2 separate regions of the Pan troglodytes genome follow, and region 2 is linked to region 1. A link is a contact called in public capture Hi-C data. All regions are on one chromosome and are shown on one strand. The core of a region is the stretch at or near the end of the contact, and the rest is flanking DNA. Distances in the headings are between cores, read along the strand shown.

What was found. Capture Hi-C pulls out chosen DNA fragments and counts their contacts.
Region 2: a contact with region 1 is called in a capture Hi-C map of stem cell-derived neural stem cells, with 2.9 times the contacts expected there. The contact joins two enhancer-like sites. A contact is called at or near these places in 3 of 7 Hi-C or Micro-C datasets (induced pluripotent stem cells and stem cell-derived neural progenitor cells) and 1 of 1 other capture datasets (stem cell-derived neural stem cells).

What each region holds. Positions count from the first base shown.
Region 1 is chr20:12,859,053-12,865,880 of NHGRI_mPanTro3-v2.0_pri, forward strand. It overlaps DNMT1 (DNA methyltransferase 1), which reads right to left. Exons shown (of 40, transcript XM_009434668.2): 30 at 6,726-6,810; 31 at 6,402-6,530; 32 at 5,666-5,948; 33 at 5,296-5,437; 34 at 4,059-4,225; 35 at 3,452-3,629; 36 at 2,698-2,902; 37 at 1,742-1,908; 38 at 1,357-1,473. Among named protein-coding and RNA genes, the nearest start is that of EIF3G, 18 kb to the left of the region's middle. Within about 2 kb of position 3,774, at least 7 of the 24 cell types and tissues checked have an H3K27ac peak or open chromatin away from gene starts, as enhancers often do. A contact at or near this core is called in stem cell-derived neural stem cells, where this site is marked.
Region 2 is chr20:12,905,547-12,911,867 of NHGRI_mPanTro3-v2.0_pri, forward strand. DNMT1 (DNA methyltransferase 1) reads right to left here. Exons shown (of 40, transcript XM_009434668.2): 2 at 1,548-1,584; 3 at 282-389; 4 at 1-73. Among named protein-coding and RNA genes, the nearest start is that of DNMT1, 11 kb to the right of the region's middle. Within about 2 kb of position 4,430, at least 1 of the 24 cell types and tissues checked has an H3K27ac peak or open chromatin away from gene starts, as enhancers often do. A contact at or near this core is called in stem cell-derived neural stem cells, where this site is marked.

The DNA of each region.
Region 1 (6,828 bases), core at 2,524-5,023:
TGCTCAGATGGAGAACAACCTGGGCATTGCACCCCTTGGGGAAGGGTTCTGGTCCTGCTCACATGGGCCCAAAACCCTTCCAACACAAGATCCCTGGACCCTCCAACTGGCCCATCATCCCGCCCCACAGCCACAAGTCACTGGGCCTTTGAAGAGCTTCAGAAAGACTTGAGACAAAGACACGTGGGGCTGGGAGCAGTGGCTCATGCCTGTAATCCCAGCACTTTGGGAGGCCAAGGCGGGTGGATTAGTTGAGGCCAGGAGTTCGAGAGCAGCCTCGCCAACATGGTGAAACCCCGTCTCTACTAAAAGTACAAAAACTAATTAGCTGGGCATTGTGGCACATGCCTGTAATCCCAGCTACTCAGGAGGCTGAGGCAGGAGAATCACTTGAACCCTGGAGGTGGAGGTTGCAGTGGGCAGAGATCATGTCACTGCACTCCAGCCTAGGGGACAGAGTGAGACCCTGTCTCAGAAAAAAAAAAAAAAAAAAAAAAAAAAAAGACAAATGGGCCACCTAGACATGTTTAGCTCCCAGTTAAGAATGGCTGCTTCCCTGGCCGGCGCAGTGGCTCATGCCTGTAATCCCAGCACTTTGGGAGGCCGAGGCAGGCGGATCACCTGAGGTCAAGAGTTCGGGACCAGCCTGGCCAACATGGTGAAACCCCATCTCTACTAAAAATACAAAAATTAGCCGGGTGTGGTAGCACATGACTGTAATCCCAGCTACTCAAGAGGCTGAGGCAGGAGAATCACTTAAAACCAGGGGGGTGGAAGTTGCGGTGAGCTGAGATCACGCCACTTCACTCCAGCCTGGGCGAAAGAACAAAGCTCCATCTCAAAAAAAAAAGAGAGTGGCTGCTTCCCGAGAACCAGATTCGGGGGGAGGGGTGAAATGTGGTTTTCACAAGAACCGTGGACACTGGTTTTTAAGCAATGCGCGTGCCCTATGTTGATGAAAATACACTTAACTAAGACTAACTCATAGACTAACTCGTTAAGCCAACCCGACACCTGAGAAGCAGGTAGGAATTAAGGTGCTAGTTCATTTGAACCTACAGCGAGTGAGCTGTCGCCACCATGGGTTTTAGCCTGCTCCTTTAGCGCGACGGACTGTCCTTCTGGCTCAATCTCTGCCTCAAAAACAAACAGTAAGGAACCAGCATAGGGACGCAGCCTGACTCGGATGTCTCAGCACTGTCCCTCCTGTGGGCCGTCTTCCCACTGAGAGTGCTGGGGCTAGCCGGCAGCCAGCAGGCATCCTCCCGGAAGTGACTGCGCTGGCCCCAGCCCCACCTGGTGACAGGCACAGAAGCCTCCTTCCTGTCCAGACCCAGCGGGCGCCACCCCACTGACCTGCCGGTGCTTGTCCAGGATGTTGCCGAAGAGCCGGTAGGTGTCAGGGAAGCCCTGGGAGCGGGCACACTCCCGCACGCTCACCACACGGTGCTGCTCTGGGTGGAGCACGCGGCCCTGGGGGAAAGAGGCGCGGTGGGCGAGGGCAGTAGCACCCAGGCCGGGTCACCGTCGGGGACAGGGAGGGAAATGGCACTGTGGCAGCATCCGGCCATGGCCTTGGCCTATGAGCTTGTCCCGTGGACATGGAGGGGCAGGAGGCAGAGGCCAGGTGCCTGGGGTCCTGGGGTGCTGTCCCCCACTTGGCTAAACCCACACTTCCACTTAGTTAGGCCACCAAGTACAGGGCCTGACCCAGGCCCTCGGATGCCCCCTCCCCACCTACCTGCTTGCCCATGGGCTCGGGGTTGGTGACGGTTGTGCTGAAGAAGCCGTCCCACTCGAGCCTTCCATAGAGGCCAGCCCAGTGGTTGTGCCGGTTCCCGGTGTGGGGCAGGCACCAGGGGATGAGGGTGTTGAACTGCCTGGCTGCGGGGTCGCAGGCTTTGCCGGCTGGAAGACAGGACAGTGATGAGGCTGCAGTTGTGGGATGGGGTATAGGCTTGGGACAGTGGCTCTTAAGAGCTTTGGGAGGCAGAGATGGCACCTCCTGTGCAAGGGGCCCCCTGGGGTGGAGCAGCCAACAATCCTCGTTCTCTGGGCACTGTTTTTATTATTAGTACTATATGTCTCGCTCTGTTGCCCAGGCTGGAGTGCAATGGCATGATCTTGGCTCACTGCAACCTCTGCCTATGGGGTTCAAGCGATTCTCCTGCCTCAGCCTCCCAAATAGCTGGGATTATAGGCGTGCGACACCACGCCTGGCTAATTTTTGTAGTTTTAATAGAGATGGGGTTTCACCATGTTGGGCAGGCTGATCTCGAGCTCCTGATCTCAAGTGATCTGCCTGCCTTGGCCTCCCAAAGTGCTGGGATTACAGAGGTGAGCCATCGTGCCTGACCTGCTTTTATTATTTATTTACTGTTTTTTTTTTTTCTTTTTAGAGACAGGGTCTCACTCTGTCTCCCAGGCTGGAGTGCAATGGCACAATCACAGCTCACTGTAGCCTCCTCAACCTCCCAGGCTCAAGTGATCCTCCCGCCTTGGTTTCCCAAAGTGTTGGGATTATAGGTGTGGGTCATGAACCCAGCCTGCTTTTACTACTCAACATGGTCAGCAGCTACCTTCTCTGGGACACCCAGGCTTGGTGTGTCTGTGCCCTGCCCTGGCCTCCAGGTTCACAGGCCAAAGGCCCAGGGCTCTGCCTTCCTTCCCCTCAGCCCACCGGGAACCACAACCTACAGGCCCCACCTTCCACGCAGGAGCAGACCCCACGGAGGGCCCCAGAGCTGCTGCGGCCGTTCTTCCTGTCATGGTGGGTATACCGCAGCTTCCTGGCCATGGTGCCGTCCGAGAGCCGCACCTCAATGTTGGGCAGATCGCGCCAGTCTGACCCTGGGGCCAAGGGGATGTGCCGCATGCGGGCGGCCACCAATGCACTCATGTCCTGAAAGAGTGTGGGGGGCCCAGCTGTCACCTCATGTGAGCAGCATCCAAGCATCCATGGTGGGCTGGGTGCTGGGAACACCATGGTGACCAGGAAGCCCCCTGGGGCTCACGCCCATCGGGAAAGAGACAGTCAGGGATATCGCACTTGGCTCGAGGCCATGGCAGGGACCGGAGGCAGCGCAGGTGTAGGAGAGCGTGGGAATCTAAGCGGAGCCTTTAGGGTGGGGGAAGGGGAGTGGTGCCAGGGGATGGTGAAAGGGCTGGTCTTGGCATCTTGGGAAAACATGCAGGGAGAGGCAGCAAGGGGGAAGGCAGTGGTGGGTGGGCAGTGGCTTGACACCATTCCAGACCAAGTCCAGGACTGCGGGAGCTCTGACACTTCCCATGACCATGCAAGAGAGGCCAGGGGTCACACAAAGGCTGAGGACTCGGGAGGAGGAGCCTGGGATCAGATTCCATGTCTCCCGAGTCTTGGGCAGGCTGACTGTTCCCACGAGGCTGCTGGGCTGGGCCTCGAGGAGGAGCCGCTCTGTCGGGGTGCCATTACCTTACAGATGTGGTCCCTGAGGATGGGCTGGTACTGTGCGCCCCGGAGCTGCCTCTGGAACCAGGACTGAGGCTCCCCGTTGTAGGAGATCTCCAGTGCCGAGGCTCCATTCCGCACCTCCGGCAGGTCGGACATCGTGTCTCGCACCGTGATGGTCCGGAAAGGACCCGAGCTCAACCTGCAACAGAGGAGGAGGTCAACACCTCTGGAGATGCACGCAGCAGCTGTCCCCTCGTCACAGGTGCCACCCCCTGCCTGCTCAGATGGCCTTCTCCCGAGATCACAGCACTGCCCGAGGTCACATGGGTGGCAGTGTGCCTGGATGCCATCTGGAAGGGGGGATGGGGCTATGGCGTGGGCTTTGTGGATGACCACAGCCAAGCATGCGGCCGGCCGCTCTGCACATGCTATCTACTAGGGAAGCAGATGATGCAGGGTCAGAACTGGAGACCACAGGTGGCAGAGTGCCATGTGGCAGAGCACTGTGTGGCAGGGCAGATGCTGTACCATCCTCTCCTCCCCAAGCCTCACCAGGGAGCACTCACGGGCCCCATGAGCTACTGAGGCCTGCTCGGCAGTGTGTGGAGGAGCGACGGGGGCCACCTACCTGGTTATGTTGCTCACAAACTTCTTGTCATCCACCACCACACTCAGCTGGCAGGCCCGGGGAGCAAACACGTGCAGTGGCTCCGGGAACAGAGGAAGCTTCTCTCCAGGGGCCGCGGCCAGGATGATGGCCCGCCTCCGTGTCTGGGCCACGCCGTACTGACCGGCCTGTGGGGGAGAAGGACAGACAACCCCACCGTCAGTGGGACACTCCCAACTGGACTGTCCAGACCCAGGCCCAGGGTCAGCAGCCTGTGTCGGGAGTGGCTGGCCAATGCGGAGCGCGCTTGCGGAAATCCCCAGTTACCTCAGCAGGCGTGCTCCTGGTCAGAGGAGTTTGGAGCAGATAAAGAACAAAAGCAGCTGAGCCCAGGGGGCAGCCACTGGGGAAGGTGGGAGCGAACCCTGCGGGGAAGTCCGGCCAGCTCTGAAAGCACTGCAAGGGCCCCAAGGTCTTAGCACTCGGGGAGAACACTGGAGACCAGGAGCCCTGTCGCTTCCCTGATGGCTGTGGTCACAAGGACAGAGAACGTGGCTGCAACAAGTCTTGTCTGGTGAGCCTGAGTCGCCCTGAGGCTGAGCTAGGGGACCGGGTAGCCAAGTGCTTGCCCGCTTAGGCAGACATCCTGTGCTAGCATCTGGATAGCTGTTTCATTTTTAATTATGCCCTCAATTGCTGAGCTGATACAGAGAGGATGGGGGATGCTTTTCAGATAAGGCCTGGGCCCCACAGACTATGTCCATCCCTGTCCCTGCAGACACAGCCACGTGGAGTGCAACCCTCGGCCATCTGTGGGGGTTTGTGTGCGCAGTTACCCAGAGCAAAACTGTCTTTTAAACCAATCGAACAGCTGCCGCCTACACATGGCTCTGCGTACCTCACTTCCCCTCCCCCTCTGTGCAGACTCAGCCATTCCACAGTGCTCCATGGTGGGCTGCTCACCCTTCCCCATCGAGGGAAAGGAGCCAGGAGCTGCATGGCGAGAAGCCCATTGTAGCCAGCCCTCCCAGGTATGTTCGAGAACACAGCTCAAGAGACACTAGCGGTGGACTTGCTGGGGGCCGGCTGAGCACGCATCTCCCCTGACTCCGCCAGTGGGACAGAGCACCATGCCAGCCTCTGCTGCCTGGATGGCAGGCCTGTGCCATTGAACCCTGCCTTCAGTAAGGGATGGCTGGCTGCTGGCCGGGTCACGTGCTGGCCACATCTGTCTGCCCGCCCCAGCCCCGGGGCCCACCTGCAGCACGCCGAAGGTGCACTGATAGCCCATGCGGACCAGGCAGCGGAGGGTGAGCTTCAGGACCATGGAGCGCTTGAAGGAGACAAAGTTCCTGACATTCTCCAGGAGGAAGAACCGGGGCCGGTAGTAGTCGCAGTAGCTGTAGGGGGCAGGAGAGACTGCAGGAGTCACCTCCACAGACAGAGGGAAGAAATGACCCACTGTGCCGGAAGCCCCTCACGAATGTTATCAAAGTCTCTCCCTGGTGAGAGCTGAGCTGTGAGCTTCCGGGGGGCAGAGGCCTCAGTGCAGGGCGAAAATGACCACTGCTGACATGTGGCACAGCCCCGGGCCGTCTGGCAACACTGGGGGGCTTCTACCCGTTTACCTGAGGAAGGAAACCACCAGAGAGTTTTTGAACTTGGAGTAGGTGCGCGAATTGAAGCGGTTCATGCCGCTGAAGCCCTGGCAGGGCGGCCCGCCGCACAGCATCTCCACGTCTCCCTTCTGGGGCAGCCGCTGGCCGCGGGAGTTGGTGGTCTCCCCAGCCATGACCAGCTTCAGCAGGATGTTGCAGTCCTCTGTGAACACTGTGGAGCCGGGGTTGTTCAGCCGGAACGCCTGGGCCGCGGGGTCCCACATCTCGATGGCCCACAACGTGTCAGAGATGCCTGGCAGATCAAGCACGAAGCCATGCTTTCAACTCTCCAGAAGATTTTTTTTTTTTTTTTGAGATGGAGTCTCGCTCTGTCACCCAGGCTGGAGTGCAGTGGTGTGATCTTGGCTCACTGCAAGCTCTGCCTCCCAGGTTCAAGCGATTCTCCCACCTCAGCCTCCTGAGTAGCTGGGACTACAGGCACACACCACCACACCCAGCTAATTTTTGTATTCTTATCAGAGACGGGGTTTCACCATGTTGGCCAGGATGGTCTCAAACTCCTGACCTCGTGATCCACCCACCTCGGCCTCCCAAAGTGCTGGGATTACAGGCGTGCGCCACCATGCCTGGCCTTGGAAGGAGATTCTTGAGTCAGGAAGGTGACCGGGGTTGGAAGTCGTTTCAGGTAGCACCTGCCCGGTCTGGGCTCACCAGGTATTCAGAGATGGAGCCTACGGGCGCTCACCTGCTTGGTGGAATCCCTCCGACAACCCCCCGCAGCCAGAAAACACGTCCAGGGTCCGCAGCTTGGGCAGCTTGATCTCTATCTCTGGCTCGCTCGGCTCACAGGCTTGGGACTTGGGCTTGCCCTTCCCTGGGGAAGAGAGGCCAGAGGCTAAACCCGATCCTCAGAGTCCAAGTCCACCTTGCTCTCAAGGGCCTTGTTAACTCAGGCGGCCTCGCTGTCCCAGAGTCAGTAACACCAGAGGTGGTTTTACACTGAGGGATTCACAGGCAGCCTCCAAGTTACAGAAGAATAACTTGAAAAGAAACTCATACAATGACGTACCTTTTCCCTTGCCCTTCCCTTTGTTTCCAGGGCTACGGGCATGGTTGGGAGGATCTTCAAAGCTTTTGCTCTTTGCATTATAGGCCTGAAAAGGAGAGAACTG
Region 2 (6,321 bases), core at 3,180-5,679, 47 kb after region 1:
TGTAAGCATGAGCACCGTTCTCCAAGGACAAATCTTTATTTAAAAGGGATTTGACTTTAGCCAGGTAGCCCTCCTACAGCAGGAAAGGATAATTTAAGTAGCAGTGAATGTAAACAAGTGTCAGAGAACAAGGAAACACATGTGTTTCCTTCATCATCATCATCATTATCATCATCATCAGGCAATGAGGACAGCTGGGGATCTTGCTGCCTCCCTGGTCACAGACAAGTTACTAGGAGGAGACATTTTTCTAGAGGCTAGGATGCTGAGAACTGACTTACCTCGGATAATTCTTCTTTACGTAATTTGGTTTCCAAGTCACATAACTGATTCTTTATTTCTGTTTGCAGAAATTCGTGCAAGAGATTCAATTTCTCCTTCACACATTCCTAAGGGAAGGATATAGGTTTAGCAGAACCCACATTCCCAAGCTATTCACTAGTGGACTAATACACAAATTATTGAGCTGCCTGATCACATCACAATGAGTGAATGGCAGGCAATGCTGTCTCGGTCAAAACACTAAACAGTCACGAAATGTGTTCAGGGAATTTCCATTAGGATCACTTCACTCCTGTCTCCAAAGTGGTGAAAAATGGGAAAGTTGGAGGTGAGATGGAGACATATCATGGTTTATAAGAATAATACTGTGCTTCTGTAAAGTGTCGGCCAGGCACAGTGGCTCACACCTGTAATCCCAGCACTTTGGGAGGCCGAGGCAAGTGGATTGCTTTGAGCCCCAGAGTTCAAGACCAGCCTGGGGCGACATGACAAAATCCCATCTTTACAAAAAGTATTTAAAAATTAGCTGGGCATGGTGGCTTGAGCCTGTAGTTAGAGCTACTCGGGAGGCTGAGTGGGAAAATCACTTGAGCCTGGGAGGCGAAGGTTGCAGTGAGCCAAAATTGTGCCATTGCACTGCAGCCTGGGCTACAGAATGAGACCCTATCTCAAAACAATAACAAAAACACAATAAAACAGTGTTACCAGGACAAGTTACAATCCAGAGTAGATTGTTTAGGAACTCAGATTGGTTAAAAAAAAAAAAAAAAAACCTGGGCCAGGCATGGTGGCTCACGCCTGTAATTCCAGCACTTTGGGAGGCCAAGGTGGGCAGATCACGAGCAGGCGTTCAAGACCAGTCTGGCCAACATGGTGAAACCCCATCTCTACTAATAATATAAAAATTAGCTGGGCATGGTGGTGCGTGCCTGTAGTTCCAGCTACTTGGGAGGCTGAGGCAGGAGAACAGCTTGAATCCGGGAGGCAGAGGTCACAGTGAGCCGAGATCGTGCCATTGCACTCTAGCCTGGGCGACAGAGTGAGACTCTGTCTCAAAAAACAAAAACAACAACAAAAAAAACACCACCACCACCCAACTATTAGCAGCAAATTAGTGCTGACATTTAACAAGAATATCCAAATTATCTTTGAAACTTCATGGGAAAAAATGCAAAATCCATTTAAAGAAAACAAATTTCTTTTTATGAGCCACAAAGTGTGTCAGTCAGACTTGGTAATAAGAAAAATTTTAAGGTGGAGATTACCTTTTCTGTTAAGCTGTCTCTTTCCAAATCTTTGAGCCTGGGAGGAAGAAATAGGGGAGAAAATACAAACACTTGTTAAGCAACTTCATTTGCCTGTAAGAATATCACAGTTCTAAAGAAGTTTTGGACACAAACAAGTTTAACATATGAGTGTTAGAAAAAACTAAGCTGGCTTTTGTCTCCCCGCAGGAGTCTAGAGTGTCCTACTGGAATGCCTAATGCTAAGAAGTCATCTGATCTGAACAAGGTTCCCCTTTTGGGGGTCGTTTTTCTGATGATTGTGAGATTACATAGCAGCTCTGTAACAGAATTATGTGTGTGTGTGTGTGTATATATATACACACATATATGTGTATATATATGTGTATATATACACACTGTATATATACACACATATATGTGTATATATATGTGTATATATACACACACACACAGCAGCTCTGTAACAGAATATGTGTGTGTATATATGTATGTATATATGTGTATATATATACACACACATATATACATACATACATATACATTATACAGATAGATAGACAGACAGACAGACATGGAGTCTCGCTCTGTTGCCCAGGCTGGAGTGCAGTGGTGCGATCTCAGCTCACTGCAACCCTCACCTTCTGGGTTCAAGTGATTCTCTCACCTCAGCCTCCCAAGTAGCTGGGATTATAGGCACCACCAGCCTCGTTAATTTTTTGTATTTTGAGTAGAGACAGGGTTTCACCATGTTGGTCGAGCTGGTCTTAGATTCCTGACCCCAAGTGATCCGCCTGCCTCAGTCTCCTGAAGTGCTAGGATTACAGGCATGAGCCACCATGTCTGGCATGCATATATATATATACACGTGTATATGTGTGTACATATACGTATATATGTGTACATATACGTATATATGTGTACATATACGTGTATATATGTGTACATATACGTATATATGTGTACATATGTGTGTATATATATACCCGCATATATGTGTGTGTGTGTATATATATATATATATATTTTTTTTTTTTTTTTTTTTTTTTTTTTTGAGATAGGGTTTTGCTCTTGTTGCCCAGGCTGGAGTGCAATGGTGTGATCTCAGCTCAACCTCCGACTCCCAGGTTCAAGCAATTCTCCTGGCTCAGCCTCCCGAGTAGCTGGGATTACAGGCATGCACCACCACACCCAGCTAATTTTATATTTTTAGCAGAGACAGGGTTTCTCCGTGTTGGTCAGGCTGGTTTCGAACTCCCGACCTCAGGCGATCCACCTGCCTCAGCCTCCCAAAGTGCTGGGATTACAGGCATGAGCCATCATGCCCAGCCTGTATATTTTAAAAGGTACCAGGGACCAGGCATGGTGGCTCACGCTTATAATCCCAGCACTTTGGGAGGCCAAGGCGAGCGGATCACTTGAGCCCAGGCGTTCAGACCAGCCTGGGCAACATGGCAAAACTCCGTCTCTACAAAAATACAAAAATTAGTGGCTGGGCGTGGTGGCTGATGCCTGTAATCCCAACATACAGCAGCAGTTGGGTGGATTACCTGAGGGCCGAGGTGGGTGGATTACCTGAGGTCAAGGGTTTGAGACCAGCCTGGCCAACATGGCGAAACCCCATCTCTACTAAAAATACAAAAATTAGCCAGGCGTGGTGGTGGGTGGCTGTAATCCCAGCAACTTGGGAGGCTGAGGCAGGAGAATCACTTGAACCCGGGAGGCAGAGGTTGCAGTGAGCTGGTCACACCATTGCACTCTAGCCTGGGCAACAAGAGTGAAACTCTGTCTCAAAATAAAATAAAATAAAAATAACTGGGTTTGGTGGCATATGCTTGTGGTCCCAGTTACTTGGGAGGCTGAGGAAGGAAGATCACCTGAGCCCGGGAGGTCGAGGCCACAGTGAGCCGTGATTGCATCACTGCACTCCAATCTAGGAGACAGAGTGAGACCCTGACTCAAAAAGATACCAGGAAAGAGGGGGCAGGTCATATAGTTGGGGCCCTTCCGTAAGGGAAATGACCTACAGCTGGTCTTTCTCCAGTTGGGTCTGACAACAGCCCATAACAAGGTGTGCCACAGTATGGCCAGTGTCAGAATGAGTAGCCCAGGGCCACAGGACACTGTGGGGAACAGCCAGCTGATGTTCCTAAAGGCCTGGTGGGGGGTGGTGGCATTTTAATGAGGATGAAATGGGGGAGTCAAGCATCCAGGGAAGCAAGGGGTACCCACACAGAGGGCAGATAGAGGTGAAGTTAGAGGAGGTGGCTGGCGCCTCCCCGAATAACTCATTCTTCAGGATGTCTCTAGCTAGTCATTCCTAAATGTAGAACTGCCAGGAGTTTGCCTGGGAAATCGTGGTCTGATTTGATTACTGACAATTAGTGGCTTGACTCTTTCAGGGACAAAGAGGGAAAAAAATAAAAGAACAATAGCCGGTGCAGTGCTGCGGTGCTGCGTGCCTGTAACCCCAGCTACTCAGGAGGCTGTGGTGGGAGGATGGCTTGTGGGCAGGAGTTCGAGTCCAGCCTGGACAACATAGGGCAATCCTATCTCTTCAGAAAAAAATAAAGGAACAAGAAGAGAAGGTACCAAGGAAAGGGAGAGGAACACAGGCTGTTGTTCCCAGCCTGGGTGCTAACTACAGACTGCGGGGTGAGAACAGGTCTAACCAGCTGGGTAAGTGTCTGTTGGTGGAGAGAAGGTGCCCCAGGCAGGGACCAGGCCACTGCCATCTCTGGACCTTTCCACCTAGCACCCGCACAGACAGGTGCTCAGTTATCATTTGCCTGAAGGGCAGAAGTGGCTCCTCCAGGCTGGCCTTCCTAGAGGGTAAGTGCAGGCAGCAGCATGAGGAATGCTTTGCTGGACCCATGTCTTACAACAGCTGCTCTGGGTCATGCGGGCCCTGATTCCCCACCAGCGCCGCTCACATATGAGCACCTGCTGAATGCCAGGCCCTGCTCCAGGCAATGAGCTAAGTGATTAGATGTAGGTGTCACTAGGCAGGGACTTCCTGACTTGCTGTGTGGTTAGGAAAGACCATTCTGTAGGGCCGGGCACGGTGGCTCACGCCTGTAATCCCAGCACTTTGGAAGGCTGAGGTGGGCGGATCATGAGGTCAGGAGATGGAGACCATCCTGGCTAACACAGTGAAACCCCGCCTCTACTAAAAATACAAAAAATTAGCCAGGCGTGGTGGTGGGCGCCCGTAGTCCCAGCTATTCAGGAGGCTGAGGCAGAAGAATGGCGTGAACCCGGGAGGTGAAGCTTGCAGTGAGCCAAGATCATGCCACTGCACTCCAGCCTGGGCAACAGAGCAAAACTCTGTCTCAAAAAAAAAAAAAAAAAAAAAGACTGCTCTGTAGAAGAGACACTTAGCACCCTACAAACACAGTGGTAATATAGACTGTATATTATATATACTGTATCACTTGGACTCAAGGTGCTACAAGGCCAGGCAAGACGCAGTAGCTCATGCCTGTAATCCCAGCACTTTGGGAGGCCAAGGCAGGAGGATCACTTGAGGTCAGGAGTTTGAGACCAGCCTGGGCTACACTGAGAGATCCCGTCTCTACAAAAAAAATGTAAAAATTAGCTGGGTGTGGTTAGTGTGCACCTGTGGTACCAGCTACTTGAGAGGCTGAGATGGGAGGATCGCTTGAGCCTGGGAGGTTGAGGCTGCAGTGAGTTATGATGGTACCACTGCAATCCAGCCTGTTCAGCCTGGGCAACAGAACAAGACCCTGTCTCAAAAGAAAAAAAAAAAAAAAAAAAAAAAAGATGCTTTGACATCAGGATTTCCAGGAGCACAAGGAACCTCTTCCAGGCAAAAGTCATTCTACCCTTGTAGCACCTGGGGTCCAAGGAGAGCCTTAAGTCAGGAGGGCTACAGACACTGGTACTTCCAGCCAGAGGCACACACGCTGTGGTAATAGCGTTACACTTGACTTCTCAGTCACGCCGCTGAGAAAACTGGAAGGACATGGCTTCTACCTCTACCAAGCCAGCCAGTCTCCTGATCCTGAGGTTGCCTGGGGTGTGAAGGACAAGGTTCAACTGATTGAGGAGACCAAGGTGTCCCTGCAGAATGGGTCTGCTTTCTTTCAGCCCCTCATATGAACTGGGATATTTAGCCTGGCAAAGAGAATAGAGAAACCTTCAAAACCCCTAGAATGTCTCATCCAGTAGAAACCGGATTTAACCTGCCTGGCCCCAGAGTGGCAGGTGGGATCCCAGGCAGGCAGTGAGGAGCTGGCGGGAGGGTCACTTTAGCGACATCCCTTCCCTGGTAAAACTGTGATGACACCGATCACACCTGCTGAAGCCAGGAGGGTCGCAGACAGCCGTGAAGGACGGAGCAGAGGACTCAGAATGCCGGCTTAGTGCCCAGCCTGAGACCCTATGATTCCTTCCTAGTGCTTCCCTCAGAGATGAACCCTCCGCAGAGGGGAGATAAGATATATATAAACAGCTGGCCAGGCGCGGTGGCTCATGCCTGTAATCCCAGCACTTTGGGAGGCCGAGGCGGGCGGATCACCTGAGGTCAGGAGTTCGAGACCAGCCTGACCAACATGAAGAAACTTCGTCTCTACTAAAAATCCAGAATCAGCCAGGCATGGTGGCACATGCCTATAATCCCAGCTACTCAGGAGGCTGAGGCAGGAGAATCGCTTGAACCCGGGAGGTGGAGGCTGCGGTAAGCCAAGGTCACGTCATTGCACTCCAGCCTGGACAACAAGCGTGAAACTCCGTCTCAAAAAAAAAAAAAAAAAAAAAAAGATATATATAAACA